Regions from separate parts of the Mus musculus genome. Here regions 2 and 3 are each linked to region 1. Evidence: chromatin contacts called from public HiChIP or PLAC-seq data. All regions are on one chromosome and are shown on one strand. Each heading gives the region's core, a stretch centred on a gene start, on an enhancer-like site or on the middle of the called end of the contact. The rest is flanking DNA. Distances are from core to core; before and after follow the strand shown.

Region 1 (4,333 bases), core at 1,255-3,754:
CCAGCTTTTGGTTTACTTCTTGGAGGGCAATGCTCCCAGAGACTAGGAGAAGGCGCATTCTAAGAGCTTCATAGTTGACTCTACAGAATGGGAGCATTCTGAGAGTGAATCCATCAACGTAAGACTTGGAAGGATAAAGGCAAAAAGTCCTTAGCCTTGCTAGGCATTCATGGACCTACTCACAGTGCTTAGCAAACTAAGGCAGGAGGATGTTAAACTTCAGGATAACTGACTTGGTGGTGAGACCACCCCTCCTGTCTGTAAAAAAGCAGAGCCATTGTCCTGCTGCAACTGTTACAGGTGGCTGGGGCTAAAGTCCAGTTCATCAAGGACACTCTAAGTCTTTATCTTAGAGGCTGGCCTCCCTGGCTTGCTCAGCTCCCCCCCCCCCCCCCCGCCCTTGTCACCCATTTCCCCAGCTGTTGTTGGTAAGGGGATGGTAAACACACGCATAGCTGAAGGGTGACTGTATCCCTCAATTCTGCATTCGTGCCACTGCTCTATAAACTGGACTGGAGTATTGAGAAGCAGCCCGAGCTGCAGGACACAGCGTTGCCCTTGGTTCTTATAAAGTGATATATTTTCCCAAGCTCCTCCTTGGTGGTCCCAGGACAGTAGGCAACTGTTCTTTCACAGACCAGGCTATGGCTGAGCTAGCCTATCAAGCCAGTAACTCCTCCCTCTGCTTTCTCCCTTGACTCCCCAGCCCGGGAGCTTGCCTTTCTTTTGTCCAAATTGAAAAGTCAGGGTTTCCATGTCTCCAAGGAGAACTTGTTATGTGGTGAAAACAAATCGATCCTGCTATTCACCTCCACTGATAAATCTTTTTACTTTTAAAAGATGGCGTCTCATAGATGCCAGGCTAACCTCAAACATGCTGCTTCGTATTGATCCTCCAGTCTTCCCAATCTCCACTGGGATTAAATACAGGTCTGTGCTACTGTTTTATCTATCCTCTGGCCATTTTTTAATTTCACACTCCTTCCACCCGTGAGTGTTTCTTCTAGGAAAGGACAGGCTGAATGGAAGATGTGATGCCGTAGCCTCTATGCTCTCAAATCCTCCAGATGCAATGAAGCAATTGTTTCCTCCTTTGGCTATGCTTGGGCTCTGTCTTGTCTCTTGCTGTGTGCACAGCTGCATTGGTCCAGATTTGCAGTGAGGGTTTCCTCTCTGGTTGGACCGGGCAAGTTGTGCCTGACGAATTTACTTCAAGGTCATTAACTAGAAAAAAGAGGAAGTCCCATTTTTTTTTTCATGAATAACAGCAGGCATGTCTTTCTTTCCTCCCTAACATCAGGTTGATTGGTTTCTTGCTGCACTCTCCACTGTCCTTGGCTTACACGGCCCCTAGAAATATGTGACCAAGGTTCAGAGCCAAAAAAGTGAGACCACAGAGGAGTCTCTGTGTTCAAGAAAAAATAACTAGGAGCTGCCCTGGGAGGTCCCCTTCCTGTTACTGGCTTCATTCTGGTCATACTTCAATGCACACTCCCTCAAGGGTGCAAAGAAGAGAACTGTTCATCCCATATACACACTCGATTGTTTGAACTCCTTTTAGTCCTTTGTAACTGCCTGCTGGCTTTTCCCTTCTCTCCAGGTTCAACCGGTTGCTTCTCTCTGGACCCCGAAATCACTGGCCTGTGCACACTTGAACCTGCTTCCTACAGCAGCAGGGTCTGGGGAATATTGGTCACCAAGCTCCATTTGTTTTTATAGATTATTAGCAGATCTTCAAAGGGACCATGGACTTTGTGCTAGCCTATGGGAAGAAAAACAGTCTATTAAAATGTTGCCTCATTAGCCTGGTTCTTTGAAGGTAAACAGCATAGGACAAGGTATGTTGGATGGCTTGTAATGTTGAGACTTACATAGGTATATGATTATCTACCTCCATATTTTTGTGTACTTAAACCTAACAGAGGTATTTTTGTTTTTTTTATCTGATTTTTTTTTTTTTGAGGTAGTTAGTCCTTAGGCTAACCTCACAATTGCTAGAGAGCTGAGGATTGACTCAAATTTCTGATGCTGGTATTCTAGGTGAGAGCCACTATGCTCAGCACTAACAGATACATTCTTGAAAATTATATGTATACACACACACACACACACACACACACACACACACACACACACAGACACACACGCACCACATACCCATAATTCCAGGAAGATCACCACCTTGATCTACATAGTGAGCTCTAGGCCAGCTGGGACTACATAGTGAAATTTTGTTTCTAAAATGACCAGACAATAATAAGCACATTAAACATTATGATAACTAGCACCAAAAGACTGGTTACTTAAAAATGAAAAACGGGGTTATAAATAAATAGTGCCTCTCTACTTAGCTTTTACCAAAACAAGTCCATACAAAGGGATGGACTTTGCTTACAGCAAGGGCAGTCTGGATCATGACAAATGCCACACACACACACAATGCCTGGGAGGCCAATGCTTGTGACCGTATCTCTGCCTACTCCCTCACGCTGCTCTTTACACTGTCCCACCCTGGGCTGAACTCCGTGCTCCCTTTCCAGCTGGCAGAGTCCCTCCTATTAGTGACTCAGTATGACTTCATCTATTTCAAGGTTTTGAGTCAATATTATCAAGATCCACATTACGCAAGGCATTGTTTACACAACTGGAGGCAGAAATGGACACCCAGTAACTCACAGGGCACTTGTAACTTTGGAGCATCACCTGGTCTGGGCTTGCTCTTTGGGAAGCACTTCTACACACCCAAACAGCCTCCTTTCCACGCGTGCCAGGGTGAGCGAACACGAATCTGAAGTGCTTTGTGTTCTTTTGTGTGTAACTGGGTCTCTCCTCCCTAGAACTTTCCTAGTTGCCCACACAAACAGCCTTTCCCTATGCAGGGTTGCTCTACCCACTTCTAATGGTGCCACTCAGCCAAATGCTACAGTGAGACAACTGTGGGCTCTTTTGTCCGATCATTTTCTTTTTATTATTATTATTTTTTTATTTTTTTATTACGTATTTTCTTCAATTACATTTCCAATGCTATCCCAAAAGTCCCCCCCCCCACTCCCCTACCCACCCATTCCCATATTTTGGCCCTGGCATTCCCCTGTACTGGGTCATATAACGTTTGCCTGACCAATGGGCCTCTCTTTCTAGTGATGGCCGACTAGGTCATCTTTTGATACATATGCAGCTAGAGTCAAGAGCTCTGGGGTACTAGTTAGTTCATAATGTTGTTCCTCCGATAGGGTTGCAGATCTCTTTAGCTCCTTGGGTACTTTCTCTAGCTCCTCCATTGGGGGCCCTGAGATCCATCCAATAGTTGACTGTGAGCATCCACTTCTGTGTTTGCTAGGCCCTGGCCTAGTCTCACAAGGGACAGCTATATCACCGTCCTTGCAACAAAGGCTTGCTAGTGTATGCAATGGTGTCATCGCTTGGAGGCTAATTATGGGATGGATCCCTGGATATCATTTCAGAGCAAAACCAAACTGTGGTATTGAGGCTAACTTCCAAGAGTCCACTCCGCATGAAGTCCAGGAACCAGGTTAGAACTGAGGTTGCTGGTTACTATGAGCGTCAGTGGAACATGTCAAGTTTGCACGTATTCTCATTTCAAAGTTTTACAGGCGTAATAAAGGTGGTTTATTACCACAGATGGGATTTCAGAATGCTGATCTGGCCCCTAATCCACCCAATCCCATGGACAGGGAGTGTCCCTGCATCTGTTCTGAAGGGTCACCCAGGCTATGCCCTTAGATACTTACTCAGACTTGGAAACGATGCCCCAGTCATGAGTCAGACTTGGTCCAAGGTTAATGCGGCAGGGATCACATACTCTGGGTATTTCCAACAGGCAAGGGTAGGACACTATGGGTAAAGCTCACAGAATGTGGTTGTCTACCTGTGCTTCTTGCTCTCCAGGAGGATGAATGCATGGGAGTTTCCCATTTCTCACTCATAAGTTCCTTGATCCATGCCTCAGTCTACTTGCTCCTTGGGCTCACTGTGTTTAAAGAACTGTGCTCCAAGTAGGGTGTGCTGAGCTGAGCAAGGTCCATTGCAGTATAGGGAGACCCACAGCACATCTGTCCAGATGGCAAGACCCGAAACTTCCCAAACATCAAATGCCAGGGAGAATGTGGAGACAACAAAATCTTTGTCCATGGTTGGATGGAAGGAAGCTGGTGTAGCCATTATAAAAAAAAAATGGTATGCAGACGCTTCAGGAAATTGAAAACAGAGCTAGCTTATGATATAGCAATCCTACTACTAGATATCAAATGAACTTAACACATCAAAAGTTATCTGTAGCTTCGTCACTGCTGCGTTGTTTGCAATAGAAAAG
Region 2 (4,333 bases), core at 1,125-3,624, 73 kb after region 1:
GCACACCCCTAATCTCTTCCACCTCCTCACTGAATATCCCACTTGGCCAATAGAATGCCCCTGAGAAATGAAAACAACTTTGAAGAAAAGGGAGAGCCATAGTATGGAACTCCTCCCAATCCCTGATTATTTATTTTGCAATGATATCTATTATGGCGGATTCTTTCTGACACATAAGAAATTCCTGAATTTCCTGTCTCTTGACTTCTGTACCCAGCTTAGCGGGTCTGTAAGGAGCAGTAAGTGACAAGCTGGATATTTCAAAGGGGGCAGTTTATGGTGACCAAATCTTCTATTGCCCACTCACAGTTGGGCACACTTTCTTACCACAAAGGTACAGTCTACTGAAATCAGGTTTTTCTCAATTTCCCCTCCTACCTCTGATTAATCAGATTAAGCCTTCTGATTAATAAAGAGATACCCTGTTTCCATGGAGGAAAACCAAATGACCTCAGCCTCCCAAGGACTTATCCTTGCTTTTTTTCCCCCCCAAAGGGAAACTAGTTCTGTTGCAGGTCTTTATGTGAGGGCCCATATTGAGTTGATGATAATGATGACACTGTAGTGAGAGATGGGCTTTTGATAACCCAGGCTGTCTGAGGGGTAGGCAGCTGGGATGAGTAAAGACAGATGCCTTCAGCTCTGTCTGCTCCTTGAAATTCTCTCTTCTAGAAAACAGATCTCATTCACGCTGTAAATCACGACTTTGAATGGAAAGTCCAGGAGCTTTGAGATACAGTGATTAACAGTAGTGGGGTCAAATCCATCGCTGCTAGTCCAGTTCTGATAAAGTAAATTTGAGGAAATCTATGGATGATGGGTACTTGAGGAGACACCTTCACCATGCCGAGTGACAAAAAGGGAGGGGCAAATGATGTAGGATTTAGGAAGAAAAGCCAGCAGTCTCCAAGGGATACTTCACACATAGGGAAGCTTTCCACGCCTGTTAATTCTTGTAGCCAATACAGGGGGAAAAGGTGGAATATCAGCCATGGAAGACCTCCCTGACTGAAAATAAAAGGGAGTTAGTCTAAAGAAAACCAGTGTCTTCACACTGAAGATATAAATGATGCCCAGACCCTGATAAAAGTAGTACCTTGTCATTGGCTGAACTCTTCCTTAGCCAGAAGCCCTGGGTTCTAGTCACACCTACATCATTTGATCAGCTGCCCAAAGTGTTACCTAAATGGCCTCTCACTGCAGTCTCCTTGGTCACATTATCATCAAAGAGAAGAATACAATCAACAATCTCTAGGTCCACTGTGAAAATTCAATACAGCGATGGGGGTTAATGAGCTGAACATATGCTAATTTAATTAATTAGTATATAATATATAATAAATAATACTACAATAATTAGTATATTAATGTTGGCAGCTATTATTTTTGTTTTCTTGTCTTGAGACAGAGTCTCACTCTTGTTTTGCATAGCCTAGAATTCAGTATGTAGCCCAGGCTAGACCTGAACTTGCAGAAGCCCTCCTAAGTCAGATTTGAAAATACTGGACAGGAGCCACCATGCCATGCTAAATCAATGTTTTGGCTAAATTAATGCTGTGTATTAGAGCCAGGATTAACCAGAACATTTAAGAATAAAACAGAAACCAAGTTTTCACTCTACTGAACATTAAGAAGAAAGTATTACCCCAAGAGCCAAACTTAATAAAGCTAAATTATAGGCAGAATGGGCATTGCAATAAATTCCATGAATGATCAATCGAAAATATAGACCTTTTCCTTTCTGTGATCACTAATTCTTTCTCCTGGGACTGTCTGGTTAAGTTGCACACACTGGTCTAAACAGGCCATGGGCATTAATTAAGATTTAGGTCAAGGTCTCTGACACAAGCAGTCATCTATTTTCTGAGACAAAGGAAGCCCAATACTTCCCTGCGGCTGGAGAAGAATGGCATTCCTTTCCATTGTAATCACACGGCATCAAGGAAATGTTGGAAATCTAGGCGGGGCAGTGTGGGGCGCCTGTGAAAGTGATTATAAGGTTGAACTTTTGAAATAGACAGCCAGGCCAAATATGGTTTAACAATTTTTACTGTTGGAAAGCATCTCAGAGAAAGACAATTTGACTGATCTCCTCACTGAAGGAGTCCACCAGGCAGGCCTGCCATATTCAGAGATTCCCCCACCAATGACTGGCATTCAAACCTTCTGATCTTTCTTCATAAGTGCTACATTGCCCTTAGATTTAGAGTAAGCTACAATTAGCAAGTCGCTGTGCTTTCTCTCAGAGGGTTTCCCATGGAAATTCTTACGATGATCCAGTCTGAGTTTTAGCTCTCCCCAGGAGGCCAGACTCTCAGCTCCATCTATGGCAATGTGTTTTGAAGTGTGTATGATACCCACTGACCAAATGACTCACTAGAATTCTGTAATGTAGCTACTAGTTCTTTTGGCATCATCTGCATATGAGCCCCACAGAGAGGTGGGAGGTTCGGATCTCTGTCATGATTCTCAGTAGTTCAGGAAGATCTTCAGCTTGGCTTCTCCAAGGGCTTTTCCCAGGTGAGGTCAGAGGCAGTAGCTGCTGACTCTTGGGGGTGAATTCCCTAGGATTTTGGTGAGTGAGACAGGCAAGGCGTTAGCCAAGGGGAAGCCATGAGAGTAATGGCTTCATGGGCAGCCTGGCACTAAGCCCTTCCTCTGGTCCTTAGTGAATGTTTGCACTTTGAGAGGGAGAGACAGATGGGGATGGAGGTGAGCCAGAAGCGTACATTTATATTTGAGAAGGACAAAGTAATGAAGACCTGTCGGATTTATAGATAATAAACATAATTGAGTAACACTTTTTATTCTCGTCATTCTTCGTTAGCACACAAGAGTTGTCCGTGTTGAGGGTTGATCAGATGACTCAGTTGGCAAAAGCACTTAGCACCGTGGTGCCTGATGAACTGAGTTCAAGCCCCAAACCTCAAATAGTAAAAAGAGAAAACTGACACCCAAAGGTTATTCTCTGACTTCCACACACATGTTATGGCATGTATACACGTGCACATGAGGGAACAGACACACTTGATGGACACAATATTTTTAAGGAGCTGTGAATGTTGAAAGTCTACGAGGCCAAATCTTTCTCTTTATTCATGAACCACACAGCAGACACTACAACCTGGGGGCATGCCAACACCACAGTCAATGAGCCCAGAAGGTTTCTAACTAGAATCCATTTGAAAAAGTCGATGCTGGTGGTCATCATGTTTGTGTTGGGCTCACAAGGGCTCAGAACACTGCAGGGACCCGGGATGTGCTTGGTGACCAGTGGCTGATCCACAAGTTGGTCTATATGAGAGTGAAATGGCTTTGAGAGCCCCTCCTCTCAGCAGCTTCAGACACCACTTGTTTTTGTTTACTGAGGCTGAGTTGAACTAAATGTTCTCTCTCCCTCTCCCCCTCCCCCTCCCCTCCCCTCCCTCTCCCTTCCCCCTCCCCCCCACACACACAAACACACAATACTTGCATCTCTTTCACGTATCCCTGGTTGACCTGAAACTTACTATATAACCGAGAATGACTTTGAATTTCTGACCCTCCTGCTTCTGCCTCCTGAGTGCGAGGATTGCAGGCTCGTATCACCATGCTTGGTTTATACGCTTCTGGGCAATTGAATCTCGCAGGGGGTGGGGGTGGGGGGTCTTGAGAATGGTAGGTTAGCACTCTACTAACTAAGCCACACTCTCAACCTAGCTCCTTTTCTTTTATTAAGTTCCATTGCCAGGTCTTCGCTTACTCCCACAAGGTAATGCGAAACCAGCATCTTCATGTCTCGGATCTAGTTGGAGGTGCTTTTTGTGTGCTTGTATATTAACTCATATTTAAAACTACCCAGTGAGGTGGACTTGTCATCCTCTGCAGGCGAGAGACCGACTTGCTCCAGGGAGCACGACAGCGGTGTGGCAGAGGTGCAATGTGAACCTGGGATGCTGCTGGCTTCCTTAACCACACCAGCAGTTACTCCAGCTCTCGTGGTTCTGTCCATCTTCTGAGCCCCAGCCATCACATCTCAATGTACACTGCTGCCAATTGCTTCGTGACTGTTCCCATTCTGCTAAGAAAGGGGCCGTCTCGGGCAGAAGGCACGCTGTTGCTTCTCATGAAGGTTAGAAAATGTGTTCACTTCCTGTGCTATTTTGGCAATTACTGGTTACCGAATGAACAAGAGAAGCGAACAATAAAGATCTGAGACCTACTATAAAGTTTTAACAGTTCTTAACATGGGTGGGGGTTTGAATAGGAATGGTCCCTATAGGCTTATGTATTTGAATATTTGGTCCCCTGTTGATGGTTGTCTGGGTAGGTATGGCCTTGTAGGAACTGTTTC
Region 3 (4,333 bases), core at 827-3,326, 68 kb before region 1:
CCCAAACAAAACTCTTGAGAAAGGAGAAAGGCAAGAGAGAGGATCATCCCACGATGGTAAGTGCAATGCAGGAGCTTTCTGCCTCCGAGTCCATTTAGTTTTCCCGACAGCCCTTTGTGGTAAATGGGCTTATTCCCACTTCACAAGCAAAGGGGCAGGGTCTGAGAGGACACCTGTAATTTGCTGAGCCCAGGGAGCCACAAAACTGTGGTAGGAGGCAGACTAACTGAAGCCTTGCTCTGTCCACAGGGCTCCTGGTCTCCTTGCTTCACAGAGGGTGCACGTGTGATCCCTATCCGCATTCTGCAGGCAGCTAATTCTGGCTGTCGGTTAATATGGATCCGGGGTGCAGGAGGGTGGGTGGAAGCTGGAGTTTCCAGGAGAGCAGAAAGGGAAGGCAGAAGGCAGAATTCATGCTGTAATTTTTTTTTTTAAGTAATTCATTGGGACACAGTGGTGTATGGGATGAAATGTCTGAAGTCCACACTGTAACAACTCGGGCGAGTTCTGAACTATGGAAAGTCCCGATCACAGTCAGACTGGAACACATCCAAGCCGGCCATTGTCTCTCTTTAGTGATTCTCTAAGTATGGTCCTGGGCCAACTTCTGATGAACTAAGCAAAGAGTGGTAGGCTCCTGGGCCTCCTCTCTTAGACCCACGAAAGGAAGGGCTGTGAGGTGGACCTGGGAACCCACAGCTGACTTGATGTCCCTCCCTTTCTGGGTGACTAGCTCATTCAATTCTTCAAGCTCAGAACAAGTTACCACTGAGTCCTCATTTTCCTTAGACAGCTTTTAGAAACCATAGCTAGAGCTACTGGGGACACTCATCCAGGCCTTAGTTTGTCACTGTTTACAGACAGGAAGTTAGAAGAGAAAATGAGTTAGTTATTTAGCAAGCCGGCAAAACTTCTAAGATAAGAAACAATAACTACTGACAAAACCCACATCTGTTCTCTTGGCCACTGAGATTGGGGTCTGACTTAAGTCATTAGGATTCCTGTCCACTGGGAGTTACTATACTACAGCAAGGGATTTGGTGGTCAAATTAAATTTTTAAAAAAATTTTTAAATTTATTTTTATATATGAATACACTGTTGCTATCTTCAGAAGAGGGCATCACATCTCGGTGCAGACAGTTGTGAGCCACCATGTGACTGCTGGGAATTGAACTCAGGACCTCTGGAAGAGCAATCTGTGCTCTTAACCACTGAGCCATCTCTTCAGCCCCAGTGGCCAAATTCTTAAAGCAGTTATTACTGCCTGGGAGGTTACAGTCATGTAAGAGGTGACCCTTGCCACCACCTCCATCAGGAAAGAAAATTTAACAAGAAAGAAAGGAGGGAGAGAGGAGAGGGGAAGAGAGAGAGAGGAGGAAATGGAGAAAATCAGGAAGGGAAGTGGGAAGGAGAGGGAGGAAAGTGGGTGAACAAGAAGGAGAGGAGGGTATGGGGAAGCGAGGGGATAAAAGGAAGGAGAGATGAGGAGAGGAAGGGAGAGGAGGAGTGGACAAAGGAGAAGGAAGAAGAGCGGTGAACGAGGGAGGGAAAGAAAAGGAAGAAGGGACTGGAAGCAGGAAACCTGAACTCTCAATGGCGCGAAGACTCACTCACAGGGTTTGTTACAGAGGACCCTGGTGCATGGCAGGGAAGGGCTAGGGTCACCTTCCCTGTCCTTTCTAGCTTTAGTCCGTACTAGGCAGCCCCTGCCAGCTGTGCAAGCTTCAGGTGATGGGAGTGTCTTGTTTGGTCTGCACTGCATAAGGGCTGGCAGGGCTTGTTAAAGGTTGGCTTATTACTTCAGGGCTGGCCTGCCCTTTGCTAAACACAGAAGGCTCTGAGGTGCAGAAGTCACAGAAGGAAACAGTATGCGGAGGGACCCGAGCCACCTGAGGGCCTCAGCCCCTGACATCAGTGGAGACCAGGAGAGAGCCAAGGGGAAGAACGCCATCAGCTATAACACAAGCAAGGGGGGAACGAGGGGTCTGAAGCATCAGGCTTCCCAGACATGGAACTGAAAAGGTTGAGTCAAAGGAAAACATGTCACCTTCCTGCCAAAATAAACTATGACAAGAGTAAGGTCCCTCTACCTTTCAGCCAAGCACTTCCCGTACTGGCCTCCTCTGTCTGCCTCGAACCAGCTCAGACGAGGGAGAACTATTTTTAAGTTGCTCAAGCCACCGAGACTAAGAATGAGAGTTACTTATTTATAGTTACACCTTCCAACTGTTCTTTTCCTCTCTGGGGGACAGAGGCCAGGCTTGGCACTCCCTCAGGAGCTGAAATCACTGGGGCGAGAAGGGCTTTGCAAGGTCACATGCTCTGTCGATGGCCTGTAGCCAGGATCCCTGTCCTGGGGAGTGAACTTAAGTGGGAAAGCCCTTCACCACTTCTCAGAGAATTTCTCCTATCAGACAGAACTTGGATTGTGTGCCCTTGAGATGTGTTTTTGTTAAAAACACACATATGTATAATAGATGATTAGAAAATGAATTCATTGTTGAGGAATTCAAGAATAAATCTTTCTTCCCCTGGCCCCTTGGGAAAATAAATAGAGGTTCCAAGGACTGGAGAGATGGCTCATTGGTAAGAGACTTCTTACAGAAGCCACACAGGTGGCTTACCACTGTCCTTAACTCCAGTTCCGGGGAACCCAACTCCCTCTTCTGGCTTCCTTGGGTACCAGGCATATATGCGGTGCACATACATATACACAGGCAATACACTCATAAACATAAAACAAAAATGATAACTCTTTTAAAAAAGACGTACTTAGAAAAAAGTATCATGCTAGCAAATACTATTTGACACAACATAGATTTGTAAATTCATCTATATTTTGTGTCCATAGAGTCTCAAGCTCTTTCTGGTGTCCAACTTTACCCTTACTCTTATAATCTGGATAATCTGGAGATATTTTCTCATTGTATAAAATTAGTCTATTCTTACTAGCAAGCCTTGAAGGAACCATTGGGACTTTCTGACAAATGAAAGAGGAAAGCCTTCCCTTTTAATGGGCACAAAAACCCATCATTGTTGGCTTAGCCATTGCCCTGTAAGTAAGTGTCAAGATTCTCTTCCTGGCACACACACACACACACACACACACACACACACACACACCTTACCTGGTATTGTACTGTTCCCTCACTGCATCGTAACTGCTCTGAGAGCTCTATTTAGTCTTTAGTTTACCACTGTATCACACAAGTATCAAAACTACAAAAGATGCTCAATATTCACCGATTAAGGAATGCATTTCTACTCAACTCAAATTGTTCTGGGTTGAGACTCTAACATGTGGTACTCCCTAGTCCTGTGGTGCTCCCTAGTCCTGTGGTGCTCCCTAGCCATGTGGTTTGGGGATGGTCTGAGTATTCCACACCCCCTGCTAATGGCAGGTCTGAGGTGATCGGGAGAGTGCCTACCAAAAGAGGTGATGACAGCTGGCCTTTGCCACAACTGATCTAATGCCAGAGGCAGGCTCTGGGACTATCAAAACTGAGAGATTAAGCAATAAATATTGTCTCTTTATGAAGGTAGCTGTCTCAAGGATTCAGTAATGGTGATAAAAAGCTGATGAATACATCATATGTTTCTTTCTTTTTTTTTTTTAAACTTGGCATTTTCCTAAGTATCTAAACTCTGCTGTGTCTACTTGGACATTACTACAAGAAATGAATCAATTCTAAACCTACTAGTATCTGTGTATTTTGAATAAATCAATCTTTAAGCCCAAAGCTCTAAGAACAAGCTGGTAGATAGGATGTATTTTCAACCTTTTAATTTCCTCTACTTTCCTTTGATTCTTTGCCCAGCCAGATGACTGATTCATGACTTAGCTTTTGGCCCAGGGAGAAGGATCCACAGTAATGACGGGGGCTACACTACTCAAGGAAGAGGTCGATAAGACTACAAACCATTTACACACAGGATCCAGGTCTAGCAGACTCATCACCTGACTGAAGAGACACGATTGTATGCTCAAACTGGATCCAGAATGAAATACCACTTAGACTGGCTGTTAGTCAATGGTATGTAGGCACATGGTCATTCAACGAAGTTGTGTTGCTGGTATGATAACGCATGCCTGTAATCCCAGCACTCGGGAGTCTGAGGTAAAAGGATCTCAAGTTCAAACACAGCCTGGGATATACACAGTGAGACTCTGTCTCATAATAAAAATTGCTGTTGACGGATTAATGGAAATTTGATGTAATAAAGATGTCTGGGGTAAGCCATTTAGTATGTTTGCTTTGGGGCAATTTCTAAGTATTTTTTTGGGGGGTTGCCTCTATTATTCTAACTACAATGAGTGGCATAAAAGAAAGA

Evidence for each region. HiChIP or PLAC-seq counts read pairs in DNA pulled down with a chosen protein or histone mark.
Region 2: a contact with region 1 is called in an H3K27ac HiChIP or PLAC-seq map of embryonic fibroblasts, with 21 read pairs. The contact joins two enhancer-like sites. A contact is called at or near these places in 4 of 39 promoter capture datasets (the C10 cell line, liver, neural stem cells and 1 more), 2 of 15 datasets of contacts at CTCF or cohesin (CD8 T cells and pro-B cells), 6 of 484 Hi-C or Micro-C datasets (B cells, the C2C12 cell line, the F1.1 cell line and 3 more), 6 of 115 datasets of contacts at active chromatin or transcription factors (CD8 T cells, cardiomyocytes, embryonic fibroblasts and 3 more) and 3 of 9 other capture datasets (adipose tissue, embryonic stem cells and liver).
Region 3: an H3K4me3 HiChIP or PLAC-seq map of intestinal villus epithelium shows a contact between it and region 1, with 12 read pairs. The contact joins two enhancer-like sites. A contact is called at or near these places in 1 of 15 datasets of contacts at CTCF or cohesin (large pre-B cells), 11 of 484 Hi-C or Micro-C datasets (CD4 T cells, CD8 T cells, Sertoli cells and 8 more) and 4 of 115 datasets of contacts at active chromatin or transcription factors (embryonic stem cells, intestinal villus epithelium, pancreatic cancer cells and 1 more).

The regions. Positions count from the first base shown.
Region 1 is chr13:41,401,462-41,405,794 of GRCm38.p6, forward strand. It overlaps a transcript of Nedd9 not described here. Among named protein-coding and RNA genes, the nearest start is that of Gm32448, 6.7 kb to the right of the region's middle. Within about 2 kb of position 2,505, at least 123 of the 459 cell types and tissues checked have an H3K27ac peak or open chromatin away from gene starts, as enhancers often do. A contact at or near this core is called in the C2C12 cell line, Sertoli cells, adipose tissue and 4 more, where this site is marked.
Region 2 is chr13:41,474,492-41,478,824 of GRCm38.p6, forward strand. It overlaps a transcript of Nedd9 not described here. Among named protein-coding and RNA genes, the nearest start is that of Gm32401, 10 kb to the right of the region's middle. Within about 2 kb of position 2,375, at least 29 of the 459 cell types and tissues checked have an H3K27ac peak or open chromatin away from gene starts, as enhancers often do. A contact at or near this core is called in the C2C12 cell line, adipose tissue and embryonic fibroblasts, where this site is marked.
Region 3 is chr13:41,334,220-41,338,552 of GRCm38.p6, forward strand. All of the region lies in intron 2 of Nedd9 (neural precursor cell expressed, developmentally down-regulated gene 9), which reads right to left. Among named protein-coding and RNA genes, the nearest start is that of Nedd9, 23 kb to the right of the region's middle. Within about 2 kb of position 2,077, at least 71 of the 459 cell types and tissues checked have an H3K27ac peak or open chromatin away from gene starts, as enhancers often do. A contact at or near this core is called in Sertoli cells, intestinal villus epithelium, liver and 1 more, where this site is marked.